5 separate regions of the Mus musculus genome follow, and all the other regions are linked to region 1. The links are chromatin contacts, called in public HiChIP or PLAC-seq maps. All regions are on one chromosome and are shown on one strand. The core of a region is the stretch at or near the end of the contact, and the rest is flanking DNA. Distances in the headings are between cores, read along the strand shown. Region 1 holds the start of Mycn (v-myc avian myelocytomatosis viral related oncogene, neuroblastoma derived). Region 2 has its middle 3.7 kb from the start of Gm24208. Region 3 has its middle 7.6 kb from the start of Gm38686. Region 4 has its middle 14 kb from the start of Gm40270. Region 5 has its middle 20 kb from the start of Gm35298.

Region 1 (2,611 bases), core at 65-2,564:
AAAGGGGTGGGTTGGTGGGGACAGGCAGTGGGAGCCCCCAATCTCTTCTGCAAGCTCCCCACAGCTCTGGAAGGTGGGAGAAAGTTGAGCGTCTCCCCTACTCCCTCCTTTTGTGTACAAGCTGTCTAAGACTGGGAGTGGGAGGGGGCTTGCAGATGCAGGGGGTGGTGTGGCTCTCTGCAACTTTGGAAACTGCCGTTTCATTCACACAAGGCACTGCCTGGGGGAGGGGGGCTGTTCAAGCTGCAGATCTCAGCTCTTACTAGCGCGACTACCCCACTTGCACTAGTTGCTTAAAGGAAGTCCTTGCTCTCTAGCCCAGCTACCAGGCATGGGATTGAAGTACCTTTCATTCCCCTTTTGCAGAAATGCGATCACGGGAGCGCAAACGCTAACGGGGTTCAGGAAACTTTATTAATTATTAAGGGCCTTTCTCCAGTCAGACCAACAACAGGCAATTACATACAACCCTCTCCACCTAGACCTAGAGCCTCAATCTTGGCAGATACCCTTGGTACTCATCGCTGCCTATACCTATACCCTTTCCATTCCCCTTCCTTCAGAGACCTCAACCTCTTCAACAGGCGGGGGGAAAGGCTGAACCCCATCCCTAGGAATGGTGCAGGGTCGCCGGCGAGAATCGCGTCTCCTAAGCCGGAGCAGCCGTGACCTACATTATCACTCAGGCACCTAGCTTCGCCTAACCCCTTTTCCTTCTTTCCCCGCGGCACCTTTTGGAGAACCCCAGCTTGGGGTGGGGACGCACCGGTTCCCAGTCACCTCACACTCAGACAAATCTTGTGGAGCCGGGCGAATTTCTTTTCGCTAAAGCTATTTCTCTGCCTGGGCCAGGGCTGTAAAAGGGATTAGGGCGGGTCTCTTCCAGCCAGGGTGCCTTCGGGTGCTGAATAGGCTTTTCAGGAAAAAAAAAAAAACAAAAAACCCAGATGGTTTTGTTTCGGAAGCAGACGCGGTGTGTTGCCCCCTTACCCCCTCCCCCAGAAAAGCCCGGCATATTTGGGTGCAGGGTGCGGAGCCGCGTCCAGGGGCTTGCCTAGCCGCAGCGCTCCGCCGTTCCCCGGGCGCTCGAAGCTTCGCAAGTACCGCTTCTTACCTCCCGCAGACTGCCGGGGATCCGGAGGCGACTCGGGGCTGGGGTCTCCGGGTGGGCTGAGGGAGCGGCGGCGGGAGGGGGTTGTCCTCCGGCGGCTGCAGTGTGTGCGCGCTTACGCCTGGCTAGCGCTCGTTCGGCTCCAACCCAGTTCCCAGGAGCCCCCCGCATCCACCCAGCGCGTCCAGACAGATGACTGTCACTGGCTGCGCTTTGAAGCTCGGGGGATATTATTAACTGAAAAAATCTGACACACCCGGGGGGCGGGGAGAGAAGGGGGCTGTGGCGCAGACGAGGGGGAGGGAGAAAGGCAGAGGCAAGAGGCTTTTCCCCGCCCTCTTGATTTCCATAAAAATCAGGGGAGGCGCCAAAGCCTTTCGCGCCAAAAGCCATTTGCTTTTCTCTTTTTTTCCGACTCTCTCTCTCTCTCTCTCTCTCTCTCCCTTCCCTCCTCCCCTCTTCTCCTCTCCCCCTCCTCCCCTCCTCTCCTCTCCCCCTCCGTCCCTCCCTCTCTCCCCCTCCCCCCTCTCGTTTTTCAGACTGCAAGCAGCAAAGCTGGGAAACCCGAGGAGTGCTTCCCCCTCCCTTTTGGACCCCCTGGCTTGCACCCGCTGCACTCCGTGTTTTTTTTTTTTTAAAGGTCGCTGGGTGTGTTCTGGGAATGGGAAAAGAGGTTTCTAGCCCAGTCCCTGCGTGGACTGCGCGCGAGTGTATGTTTGTGTGAAAGATGAGCTCCAGGCTAAAGTGGAACAAGGCCTGGTCGAGGGGCTGTTCGTGTGTGATCTCGAAGGAAGGCGACACAGGAGTGCAAAATGGGAGGCCGAGGACGCGCCCACGTAGAAACAGACCGCAGGAGGTTTCTAGTTTCAAATTGAAAGGAAGGGGCGCCCCCCTTGTTTGAAAATAAATAAGTGCGGGCTACGAGGGTGGCGCCTTACCGCTTTCTTCGGCCGAAGGCGACACCTCGCGGAGACCAAGCAGAAAGCGGAGCCGCACCGCCCAGCCTCGGAGCCCGAGTGGGGCCACCCCCGCGAGACAATTAGCGAATCCTTGCTACCGCGGAAGGGATTGTGAAACGCGTGGAGGGACGTCCCCTGAAGTCGCGCCCACCGTTCCCAACAAAAGCCTTTCCGAAGCCAGGGTTGAATTACGGACCGCTGCTTTCCTTGCCCAAATCACTGACTGCTCTGTATACCTCGAGTTCCTACGGATGGTGACATCAAGGAAAGCCATCATTAATTTGGCCTCTTTGTGTCCCATTTGCCTCACTTACGAGCTGGCGTGAACAGAGAGAGCGCGACATCTTATTTAGACTAGAGCAGGGTGCGTGTATTCTTTCCTCACAGCCGTGGGCACATTTCCCTCCCTCCCCATCCCACAGCGTCTCACTTCTGTCTAGGCAAGCATGCTAAAAGGTTTGTTTCCTAAATGTGGGGCTAAAAATAAATGCTCTTGCCCCACAAAACTTTCCAGGAGTAACCTGGGTCCCTGGGTGAAGCC
Region 2 (2,611 bases), core at 43-2,542, 240 kb after region 1:
AGCAGGGTTGAAGAGAGGGGTCAAAGGAAGTTGCTTTCTGAGCCCTGCTTATCCCCGAGGATCCTCTTGCTAATTCCCAGGGCGCATGAGCACAGAGGGCCACCCAACCTAAGACAAGGACACCCTCAAGACCTTTCTTCGGTACAAAACCTAGGTGTCATCTCTTATGGGCTGGCAGGTGTCTGTCTACTGCTCCACAACATATTATCATAACCACTGGACTTCCAGAATGCCAGCGCAAGAAATTACAGCCTTTCCTAAAACATCAACACATCATAGCTAGAGAAATGCTTCCATTGGCCTATGGGCAGGGCAATTCGGAAGTTGTATCGAGCACGGGAGGCTCTATTTACTGTTATCTTTGCTTATACCTCAGTGTAACTGTAAGCCCCCGGCGACTTACATGAACCGGGTACTCCTGAAAGGCAGGCTGGAGCTGAAAGAGACTAGCCCGTGAGAAAAGAATGAGGCCAAGACAAATTTTTCTCTGATCAAGGCCCCAAAGTTTACTAAGAGTCTGTGCTTATAAAGGGGGGGAGGCCCATCCCCTGCCAATCCATTCTTGGTGCCTGGAGCCAGCCTGTAGGCAACATGCAGGATAGGATGTGTCTCTGGAAAGTCTCGGAGAATAGCAGCGGTAGTTGACATAACAATAGAGCCATCTAAATCGGAAGGCTACACCCCAGGTGATTTAATTTTCAGTGGTGGCAAAATCTGAATCAGCCTGCTTCAAGGCTGAGGGAGGCTACACCTCAGTTCACTTTGGAAGCTTCAGCTGTGGGAATCCCAGACCCCGACTCTGGCTCATTATATACCAAGAAGACACTTGGTGCTTGGCATATGTCTCTGCATGATTTCTGTGACTATCTATCTACCTCTATATCATCCTGGGAGGTGCCCTACCAACCTGGGCCAGTTCCCCTCTGTCAGGTGCAAACCTTAACTCCGAGTGGGGGGTGGCTGTAACCTCCCTCAGGCCTTGCCCACACTCCCCCAGGGCTGGCACAACATCAAGGTTAGTTAAAAGGGGCCTCCAAAGCTCTTGCATGTGGCCTAGGGTCCAAGCGACTCATTAGGCGGTGGCGGCTCTCACACACAGCCTTTAATGTGGAGCGATGGTATTTTTCAGGATTCTTTTCAGAAGGAAAAAGTTAATAACGTGAAGGCTTTATTAGCTCTCTCTTCCCCCCTCCGAGACGTGCCCTTTGGTAGTGCAATGCCGGGGCTAGTTAAGGCCAAGGCCCGGGGATTTCCTCCTCTCTGGGAAAGACTGTAATTATACACACACAGGGGCCAAGGCAGTGAAGTGGTAACACACCAAGGTCCTAACCTCAGAGGCGGAAGGGGAGCTAGGTGTGAGCCGTCGTGGCCGGGTCTAAAAAGCAGAACCATATGGGAAATGCATTACCTGCTCTACAAAGGCGGCCTTGCTAATAAACGTATTTACTGGGTTAAATAAATACGCGCAGGGTTGTTAAAAGCCTGGCCCTGTGACTTCAAGTCACCAACATTTTTCACTTGTCAGAAAGGGCCTTTTGGAAGCTTTCAAGCGGCCTGCCTTCCTGCCCATGTTTATGCATTCACTGTGCCCCTGCCCATAGAGAAAGAAAGGGCCTTTGTCTAGTACTGTGGAGACCCTACAGGTAGTCAAGGGCATACACAGGCTGTGTGTTCCCGGCCTTGGGAGTGCAGGTTGCTGCTCAGAGCTGGTATGAGGAAACACTTCTCCTTACTGCTCTGTGCCCAAGCAGAGGAAGGGTTCTGCTCGCATTGCAACGTAGAATCTTCTTGACTCTAATTCCTTGTGTATTTTTGTTGTCAAGTATGTGAAATATGAAATCACCATTTCACCCTAGTGCAGTTCAGTGTATCTGTACGTTTGTGCTCACTGACCTCTACTTCAGCACAGTTCCATGACCCCGTGGAAACACACTCCTCCACGAAGCCGAAAGTCTCGGTTCCTCTCCCCTCCCAGCCACTCCTCCATCACCACCTCTCACCCGCCTCCTCTTCTGTGGGTCCAATTATTCCAGACACGTGGGATCTTTTGTGCCTTCAATATTCACTAAGCAGTTTTCATTTCATTCAAGTTATGGTTATGTCCATATTTCCCGAACTCTTTGTCACAGCTGAGTAGTATTCCATTATAAGATTAGATCATATTTTGTTATATAGTCTTCAACTTGTTGGGTATCTGGATTGTCTCCTCTTTGGTTACTACAAACAGTGCTACTGTGGACATCCTTCCGTGGTGTTTTTGAATACCCGTTTGCAGTTGGGGGGAGGGATTTACTTAGGATTGGAAATTCTGAGTCACAGGGCAATGTCTATTTAAAAAATAATGGTGCCCAACCTATCTCCTATTGCAGTTGGTGGAAAATCAAGGAATAGGAATACATTTTTTCCCCTTATAAAACTCTAATTCTCATCGTTCTGTCTCAATGTTGGAAATATTCTCTTCCTCTTGCAGACAAATATAAAGACCAAGGGAAGCTTGGTTTTCCAAATATGGAAGCCTGGGATTTGAAAGCTGATCCTTCAGACTATGAAATGCGCAGTCTATCTTTTTGCCATCACCCCACTTGGTGGACATTATACAGGAAGTGGTGTG
Region 3 (2,611 bases), core at 43-2,542, 220 kb after region 1:
TAGCTGTGGTTTTCTAGAACCTGCTTGTGGCCTGGCAATTACTCATGGCTTGGAGTTTCCTCTGATTTAAAGCAGAATAAAGAGAGTATTGCAAGCATCGAATCCTCCTTTCTATGAAGTCAGCATTCAGTGTCCCTTCCCTCTGGGCCCAGGGAAGTACTTGAATGTTAGGTACTAGCTGTTGTTCCCACTGACACCCAGCTCTGACTCCTGCACCTCTGCCCACCTCGACCTGTGTGTTCTGTTCCCTCACCTTCCTACTCATCATCATTTCCCAAGTCTTTCCTTATTCGAGCTACCAGGGATGCAGGAGGGGTCACACATAGTTCTAATCTCTCATAAGTGAAGTAACTTTTCCAGCATCTCTCTCCATCCTTGTACCTTCCCAGCACTGGATTTAAATAGGTTATGTAGGAAAGAATGAAATGGGGAGGGAGAAGCCAGGGTAGGCAGTTTAGAAAACCCACAACCAAAGGGACTTCAGCATCCCACCCAAGGTTGTCCACTACATGTCTCATTAAGAACCAGGTATGCAGGATAAGGGATGGAGGAGAAACTACTGGAGCCACTGCCTCTGAATACTTCTTGGTGGGTCAATTGGTTGGGCTCTCTGACTGCCACCTCCTGGGTTTATCAACATCTGGCAGGCACACTTGTCTACACCATCACAATAATGTCCTTTCCAGATTCCAGCCATCAAGTGAAGAGACAGCTCAAAAAAGACATAGTCTATAGATCACAAAGAACATCCTAGTCCCTAGGAACTAGAGTCCTGTCCTGGGCCTAACTCTGGGTGCCAATGGATCCCTTAAAGCAATGCTCTCCCACTCCCAATCTCTCTGAAAAGGATGTGTGATCCCCCTGAGGACTGTGTGCTCCTCCATCTTTCCTTAGACCCAATACCAAGGACCCTTACAGGCCCTGACACACAAACAGCATTGAGCTCCTTGGAAGGGTCCCTTCTCCTCATGGAGATTGAGCCTATGGGTTGCTCTGACCTTGGTCCAAGACAAGGAAAGGAGATCACTGCTCAAGCAAGACCAGGGTGAGCTGGATCTAGAAAGAATGTTCAATGAAGTGGCCCACCCTGCATGGGACAGAATCAGGGACATGCAAAAAGGAAAAGAGGCAGGCTACAGGCCTAGGACCTTAATGTCCCCTTAAGGTCCCCTCTTCATTCATGAGAAGCAAACAATGGGTAACATTCTCAGCCTCCTTATCCCCCTCAGGGCAGGTGGCACCTCCCAAGCAGTCATCCTTTGCTAAGCAACCAGGGCCTTTCAGCTGCTTTTCAACATTGCCTCTGGTTGCTATGGAAGCTGCTTCAGAAAATCTTGCCTGCCAACAGTCAAGGCTTCTTTGTCAGAGGCTGTCTCAGAGTACTTTCTCTGTCAGCTCAGGGCAGCACACACCCAGAGGATGTAGGCTAGGGATGGAAGAGGCAGTTGTCATACCAGAAAGAGAGCACAACTAATGGTGCTCCCCAAACTCCAACCTTTCCTGATTCCTCCTCCCAGGTCCTATTTGACTGATCTGTTCCCCACTGATGAGTCCCCTTCTGAACCCTCTCCCACACTCCTAGTCCTGTTTTGTCTCTGTCTCCCAGCCATGCTGTCTGTGGTGGACTTGTGTCCATACATGTGGTGGACTGTGGTCATACCCTCAGAGCATCAAATGCTTTCCATGCTGAGTAGGACAAGAAAAACAAAAAGTCAGCCTTCTGCCAGGACCAGGTGAAGTGACTTTACGGTCACTTTTACAGCCAGCTTGGGTGGCAGTTGTGTCCTAACACTTGGAATTCTGAGGCTGGATGATTGCTATGAGCTCCAGGCCAATCTGAGCCACTCAGTAAGATCCGGGCCAGCCTGGACTACAGTGGGATCTTATCTCAAAAACAAGCAAACAGAGCTCTTTCTGCTAAGAAGGACCAGCTCTTGGTGACATGCTGGGTGTTTTGCTAACAGATTCTGTTTCTCTCGATGTCACCTCTCATTAGAGCTGCTTGGGAACCATGGTCCCCCTGGAGTGGGTGGGACAGGAGCTAGGCAGGAGGCAGAGATAGGAGAGTGCTTGTTCTACTAACTTCACCCAAGCACATACTGTTAGGTATCCTCTTCTTTTCTGGGGTGAGGGTGAGGGTGGAAGTGGGTGGAGATGGGGAAGGAGTAGCAGATAGAGAGTGAAAGGAGATGGGAGATGGGGAATGAGGGAAGCTTAGGGGTGAGGATTGGGGGTGAGCGGGGTAGGGGTGGGAAGGGAGTGGAGTGGAGGGTGACGGGAGGTGAGACGTAGGGAGTAGAGGGGGCATTTCTGATCCCCAAACTGGCTACTTGACAAGGAAAGAGAGCTAGGAAATTTGAGCAGGTCCATATCTGCCACCCTGAGCAGAGACTCCAGAAGATGAGACACAGAAAGGGCTTCAAGAAAACCTGGCCCAGTTGAAAAGTGTTACCACCTGGTGGCTCTGTGACCTTGGGCAAAGACTTCTGCTACTTTGAACCTCCACTTGCTTTTCATCACAATGGGGATATACCTCCTGTGTGCCTGGTTGGAAGTTCAAATAGAGCATCAGTTGGCTGAGAGAAGACCTCCATCAAGACCCCTCCATGAG
Region 4 (2,611 bases), core at 36-2,535, 200 kb before region 1:
TACAGAAGAGTTAGGCACAGGGACATGCATGAACCTGCAATCCTAGCCCTTGGGAGGCTGAGGCAGGAGAACTGTCATAGTGGTGAGGTTAGCCTGGGTGCCACCATGAGTCCCAGGATAGCCTGGGCTATAGAGTTAAACCTTGTAGGGGAGAAAAAAAAAATCCACACAAGAAGAATTCTAGATGTTTCTATGGTAACAAGCACATCAGCTCACACATTCATTGTACAACCCATGAGAATCTTGTGTTTTAAATTTCTACAGTCCTAGAAACTGCTACTTATGTATTCACTTCTAGCACTAACTAGCAATCCATTTCCTCTGAACATTGACTGATTCTCTTAACATTCTGTTTGGTGCCATACATCCAGATTCAAATGGAAGCATAGGGTGTCTACAGAATCAATGTCATGTGAAAGTTAAATACCGGTCATCTTTTCATTAAATAGAGATGAAATGTTAAACTAGTATCTTTCTTTCCCCCAGACAAGGGTACCATTTCTAGACAGAGGGAGTGACATCTCTGTTACGCAAAGCTCCTGGCCAGGAATCAGGAAGGTTGGATGTCCTTCGCTGCCATTGACTGCGTGCTCTTACCTCTCTGGCCCTTACTCTCCCCATTCACTAATACCACAGAATTTCATCTGTGCAACCGCACAGCCTTGTAAAGATCACCTGAGCTTTTAAGTCTATAAAGTACTTTGAAAACATGGTTGTGTTGAGCTGAAGAAAAGGATTGTTTACCTTGCTCGAAGCCGGTATCTGACAGCACTCGCCCTGGGACATGGGTTTGTACTGTTAGTACAGGCCTGGAGATGAAGCGGAACATCTGTGACTTCCTGCCTACACCGTCTCAGAGGGGCTAGACCAGCTCCAGGGAATCCCCACACCCAAGAGGCAAGCTCTAGGGGTGCCGGGGTGCCAGGCTATACTCGTCATGGCCCCCTCTCAAGGTTTTGTGATTAAGATGTTCAGAGTGTGAAAAGTAATCACCTTAATTGTTGAAAACCCTCAAAGATTCCAAACTTGTAAATCATGAAAGGCCACTGTTTAGCGGGCTGGAATGCTTTTGAAAAAGGCCAGCGATCAGAGATTGGCCTCGTTAATAACCACAGTAAAACTTGCTCTTGAAGCTCAAAGACATAGCTAATTAGGGCAGAAAAATTCAACCTCAAATTAAGAGAGAAAGAGAGAGAGAGAGAGAGAGAGAGAGAGAGAGAGAGAGTTTCTGAAGTGTAAAAGCCTTTCTCCCTGAGAAGTATGTCTAAGTAGATTTTGGATGCGTTCCAAAACCCACTGTAAGACAAAGCCAAGACTGCAAAAATGTCAGGGTGGGGTTAATCAGCTGCAGAGCGTCTGTGTGTCCATCTGTCCAGGAAAAGGAATCAATGTCCTTACCTCAAGGATTCCTTAATACTGAACTTTTAAAGGGAGAATTTAGGAAAACGGAAATTCTCCCACATTGCTTTTTTTTTTCTTTCTTTTTTCTTTTTTTTTTTTTTAACTAATAGCAGATGCACATGGGCCAGCCCAGTTGGTATTTGTGAATTTATTGAGCATGGCTACATGTTGTAGATAATGAGATTTAAATAGGAGACTCCACTGGGCCCTCCCTGAAGAAAGTTGGTATCTGTGGCCCACCATTGCCTGATGCAGCCATGAACCCCAACATATCTCTAGGTTTACCAAAAAGAGACTTGCTTCACTAAAGGCCAGCTGTGGACTCGGAATTTGCTAATTAACAAGATTAGACAGAGGTGTGAAACTGTCTTATCAGGTGACCTGCAGACTGGCCCAGTAGCCCACAAGTGCTCTTGCCAGTGTAACATTGCTCAAAGACTGGATTTATGAACGCACCTTCCCAGAAAAGAAAAAAAAAAAAATGGCAAAAGAATACAGCTCAGTAGGGTGACCCATGATCCACTGTTGCACAGCAGAAGCAGCCTAAGTATGCTGCTTTTGACAATTTTTTTTCTTTTTTTTTTTTAATTAGGTATTTATTTCGACAATTTTTAAAAGTAATAAACAATGTACAGACAAGATGGCTCAGGAGGCAAGGGCACTTGCCAGCCAGCTGGATGACCTAAGTTAGAAGCCTGGAACCCGCACAGAGGAGGAGAGAAGTCACTCCCATATGTCCGCCTCTGACCGCTGTACATGTACACACACAAACACACACACATACTTTTTTTTTAATAGTGGGCTGGAGAGGTGGGTCAGTAGCAAAATATACTCCTACAGAGTACCCAGGCTCAGTTTCTAGCACCCACATAGTTATTCAGTCATCTGTCTCTCCAGTTTCAGGGTTCTCACATCCTCTGATAGACTTAAGAACATCAGACATATGGTGCACACACACATATGCAAGCAAAACACCTACACACTAAAATAAAAACGTTAAAGCGTAACAGTAATGACATGTCATGACCTCAGATCTGCTCTGGGCCCAGTTCAGGGACGGCTGACTATGGACAAGTAGGTATCTGACACCCAAGTCACTTTAGTGCAGTGCTATGGGGTGGAGTACCCTCAGAGGAGAGTCAGACCTGAGCAGGACACCCCAGGAGAAAGTGCTAGGAGAGGGATTTGTCGGGCTCAGAAATCCTAGCTC
Region 5 (2,611 bases), core at 32-2,531, 140 kb after region 1:
CTCAAGGAGTGAGCAGCTCACTGCAGAAGCCAACAATGGTTCCCTGCCCTCCAAAAAGCCTTAAATATCTTCCTGCCAGACATTGTTGCCTCTATTTTGTAACTGCAAATACTTGAAGCAACTGCAAAGCCCTTCCTCGTCATTCCATTTTCTATCAGAGAAAAGTAAGGTTCGAACAAAGCCATGGCTTCCACAGGGCTGGCTCTGTGGGAGACCCCAGATAAACATGACCTCAACATGCCTGTTCCCTGAGCCTCGTTGCAAGTCAGTTCAGAGCTCTTCTGCAGACCTGAGTGGATTCTTGGAACTTTCAAGGGGGTGCCCATGCCACCCTGAGAAGAGCGGATGATAAATATTCTCCGGTCTTCTTTCTCTGTGCTCCCATTTTCTTGATGCCATCCTGCCCCTCTTGCTGTCTTTGTCTCATCCTTAGAATGTACAGCCAACAGCTATCTGCCTTTTACCTGGCTCCTCCCTCCTAGCAGCACACACTACCCCCTCTCTTGGAGCACCTCCTCTCCCGAAGCTCTGTCTCACAAGTACACGACTGTGTATTTTTCGTGAAAATGCACATCTTGCTCAGTAGATCTGGAAACCAGTCTGAGACTTGACATTACTAACTACTTCCAAGGAATGCCTCTGCTGTCAATCACTGAGAAACGAGGCTTAGTTAAATGGAAGCAAGCTGAATAGAACATGAACTGCAAGGTCGTCAGGTGTTAGACAAGGACAGAGACCAGAATTCCATGGTGCCCACTCACCAGCCATGCCAATTTGAAACAACATATCTAGCCACAGGCCTCAGTTTCCCTACATGTGAAATAAGCTAATTGTAATAACTACCTCACAAAAATTATTGCCAAGATAGTCAATACAGAGCACTTTAGAATATTATTGGTCAGAAAATGTTGTTTGTTTCATTTTGCTTTAATGTAAAAAGATAGGTGAAAGTTACTGTCTTTTTTTATGGCGTATCATAGCTACTCAGTAAATGTTTGTGACATCTAAAAATCGGAGTATTGGTGAAAGAATGAAGACCTGGGTGATCTTCAAACCAGATTTAGGGGAAACACTCCACAAATTATACCCGGAATTCAAAGATTTGCATCTTTTTTTGAATCTCAGTGAGTCAACCAGTAAGAGTTTTGGAGTTGGTGAATGTGTGCCATCTGATCTGGCTTCCTGATTGTGCAGCCAAAGACAATGGGGGGGGGGGGAGGAAGACACACCGGGCTCCACAGAACCTCAGACAGCTAGCTGACTGCTGCTCTTGGTGTGCAGGACCTTCTCTGACTCATCTTTCTAGAGTCTCCAAAGCCAGCTCCATTGCTGTATTGGGAAGAAAGGAGTAGGGCTCAACAATCATGGAAAGCGAAACATCAACTCCTTTAAATTATTTGGAGGCCTGGTGTCTCCTGGAGATTTCACATTCTGCTGGGAATCAACTGAACAGATTATTGTCATTATTGTTCAAAACGCTACCAACTATACCCGCAGCAGCCCCTTGGGTGGCACACGGCTAGGTTACTGTGAGGTTCCTGTCACTGTTTCATCAACCCACAATGCATAATGTTGTCTGATGTGTGTTCTTGGGATAAGATAAGGTATGTGGAAGATGTTGACTCACACTGAATGGCAGCCAACAGCACATCTGAAGGAAGAACTGTCTAACACCAGCATTTTTCCCATAGGGCACTTTACAACTCCTCTGCTTAGGAACTGTGGATGACATTTCAGCAAGGTGCTTAAAGTCCATTTCTAAACACTAAAAACCCAATGAGAAGTATAAACTAAGTTTTATTAGGACACAGACATGTGTGTATATATATATATACACACACACACACACACACACACACACACACACACACACACATATATATATATATATATATATATTGCAGTATGTGCAGTATGAGAGCTGGAAAGAAGACAGAGTTCACATTGGTGACCTTGACTAGTGACAGGCACATTTGATAATTTGGATTTGTTACCACCGTAGATATGTTCACTAATATGTATGTATATGTATATATGTACACTCCTGCCTATGATGTGGGAGTGATGAATATAATTATTAAGGAGTCACACTCACCAAAGCAGAACCTGAGCATGGCGGGTGCTGACTGTACTTGAGTGTCTTAACACCTGATACTGAGCTAGGAGCTGTGTGACAGAGGGTCTCTGTCTATTGTTCTTTTTGTCCCCATGCCCTGGAGTCTGGGACAAGAGAGAGAAGGAGGGAAAGAATGAAGATGGAGTTGGCTACAGTTTCCCAGAGGTTCAGCAGCAGGCATCCAGCTGGCACTTCAGGAGGAAGCATTCTCTCTAATGGGGGTGACGCTGGGGATAAAAGGTAATGACAGGTCACTCTTCAATGATTCTGATCCTTCCCTGCATCAAGACCAGGACAAACTTGCTGGCAGAGGAAAACACCACGTGGTGCGTTAGCTGGCATTGTGCCAGGGGAATGGGCACGAGAGCGCATACAAAGTGACTTGGACAGACTTAGTGGCTGGAAGCTTTCTCATTGAAGGAAGAAAGATTAAATGCTGTAGGACTGGGCCAACGTGTGACTTCAGAAGCAAGTGTGCAGTCATGTGCAGACAGC

What was found. HiChIP or PLAC-seq counts read pairs in DNA pulled down with a chosen protein or histone mark.
Region 2: a contact with region 1 is called in an H3K4me3 HiChIP or PLAC-seq map of embryonic limb bud, with 6 times the contacts expected there. The contact joins the enhancer-like site here to the promoter of Mycn in region 1. A contact is called at or near these places in 2 of 39 promoter capture datasets (cranial neural crest and second pharyngeal arch cranial neural crest), 1 of 15 datasets of contacts at CTCF or cohesin (the NIH/3T3 cell line), 6 of 484 Hi-C or Micro-C datasets (the N1E-115 cell line, embryonic fibroblasts, embryonic stem cells and 1 more), 13 of 115 datasets of contacts at active chromatin or transcription factors (craniofacial prominence, embryonic basal ganglia, embryonic forebrain and 8 more) and 1 of 9 other capture datasets (adipose tissue).
Region 3: an H3K4me3 HiChIP or PLAC-seq map of forebrain shows a contact between it and region 1, with 4 times the contacts expected there. The contact joins the enhancer-like site here to the promoter of Mycn in region 1. A contact is called at or near these places in 3 of 39 promoter capture datasets (embryonic stem cells, neural stem cells and second pharyngeal arch cranial neural crest), 1 of 15 datasets of contacts at CTCF or cohesin (the NIH/3T3 cell line), 1 of 484 Hi-C or Micro-C datasets (the N1E-115 cell line) and 7 of 115 datasets of contacts at active chromatin or transcription factors (craniofacial prominence, embryonic forebrain, embryonic limb bud and 4 more).
Region 4: a contact with region 1 is called in an H3K4me3 HiChIP or PLAC-seq map of embryonic basal ganglia, with 2.9 times the contacts expected there. The contact joins the enhancer-like site here to the promoter of Mycn in region 1. A contact is called at or near these places in 6 of 39 promoter capture datasets (cranial neural crest, embryonic stem cells, hippocampal neurons and 3 more), 2 of 15 datasets of contacts at CTCF or cohesin (large pre-B cells and pro-B cells), 9 of 484 Hi-C or Micro-C datasets (cortical neurons, cranial neural crest, embryonic cerebral cortex and 5 more), 26 of 115 datasets of contacts at active chromatin or transcription factors (the 230-238 cell line, astrocytes, craniofacial prominence and 14 more) and 3 of 9 other capture datasets (adipose tissue, embryonic stem cells and liver).
Region 5: a contact with region 1 is called in an H3K27ac HiChIP or PLAC-seq map of extraembryonic endoderm stem cells, with 4 times the contacts expected there. The contact joins the enhancer-like site here to the promoter of Mycn in region 1. A contact is called at or near these places in 3 of 39 promoter capture datasets (frontonasal cranial neural crest, liver and maxillary cranial neural crest), 17 of 484 Hi-C or Micro-C datasets (embryonic limb bud, embryonic stem cells, nephron progenitors and 1 more), 5 of 115 datasets of contacts at active chromatin or transcription factors (embryonic stem cells, extraembryonic endoderm stem cells and stem cell-derived neural progenitor cells) and 3 of 9 other capture datasets (adipose tissue, embryonic stem cells and liver).

Annotation. Positions count from the first base shown.
Region 1 is chr12:12,940,522-12,943,132 of GRCm38.p6, forward strand. It overlaps Mycn (v-myc avian myelocytomatosis viral related oncogene, neuroblastoma derived), which reads right to left and starts at 1,315. Exons shown (of 3, transcript NM_008709.3): 1 at 1,115-1,315. RefSeq lists an enhancer at 2,086-2,114.
Region 2 is chr12:13,183,644-13,186,254 of GRCm38.p6, forward strand. No RefSeq gene overlaps it. Among named protein-coding and RNA genes, the nearest start is that of Gm24208, 3.7 kb to the left of the region's middle. Within about 2 kb of position 1,293, at least 24 of the 459 cell types and tissues checked have an H3K27ac peak or open chromatin away from gene starts, as enhancers often do. A contact at or near this core is called in embryonic limb bud and second pharyngeal arch cranial neural crest, where this site is marked.
Region 3 is chr12:13,158,564-13,161,174 of GRCm38.p6, forward strand. No RefSeq gene overlaps it. Among named protein-coding and RNA genes, the nearest start is that of Gm38686, 7.6 kb to the left of the region's middle. Within about 2 kb of position 1,293, at least 61 of the 459 cell types and tissues checked have an H3K27ac peak or open chromatin away from gene starts, as enhancers often do. A contact at or near this core is called in craniofacial prominence, embryonic limb bud, forebrain and 1 more, where this site is marked.
Region 4 is chr12:12,737,971-12,740,581 of GRCm38.p6, forward strand. No RefSeq gene overlaps it. Among named protein-coding and RNA genes, the nearest start is that of Gm40270, 14 kb to the left of the region's middle. Within about 2 kb of position 1,286, at least 23 of the 459 cell types and tissues checked have an H3K27ac peak or open chromatin away from gene starts, as enhancers often do. A contact at or near this core is called in cortical neurons, embryonic basal ganglia, embryonic brain and 1 more, where this site is marked.
Region 5 is chr12:13,081,345-13,083,955 of GRCm38.p6, forward strand. No RefSeq gene overlaps it. Among named protein-coding and RNA genes, the nearest start is that of Gm35298, 20 kb to the right of the region's middle. Within about 2 kb of position 1,282, at least 11 of the 459 cell types and tissues checked have an H3K27ac peak or open chromatin away from gene starts, as enhancers often do. A contact at or near this core is called in extraembryonic endoderm stem cells, where this site is marked.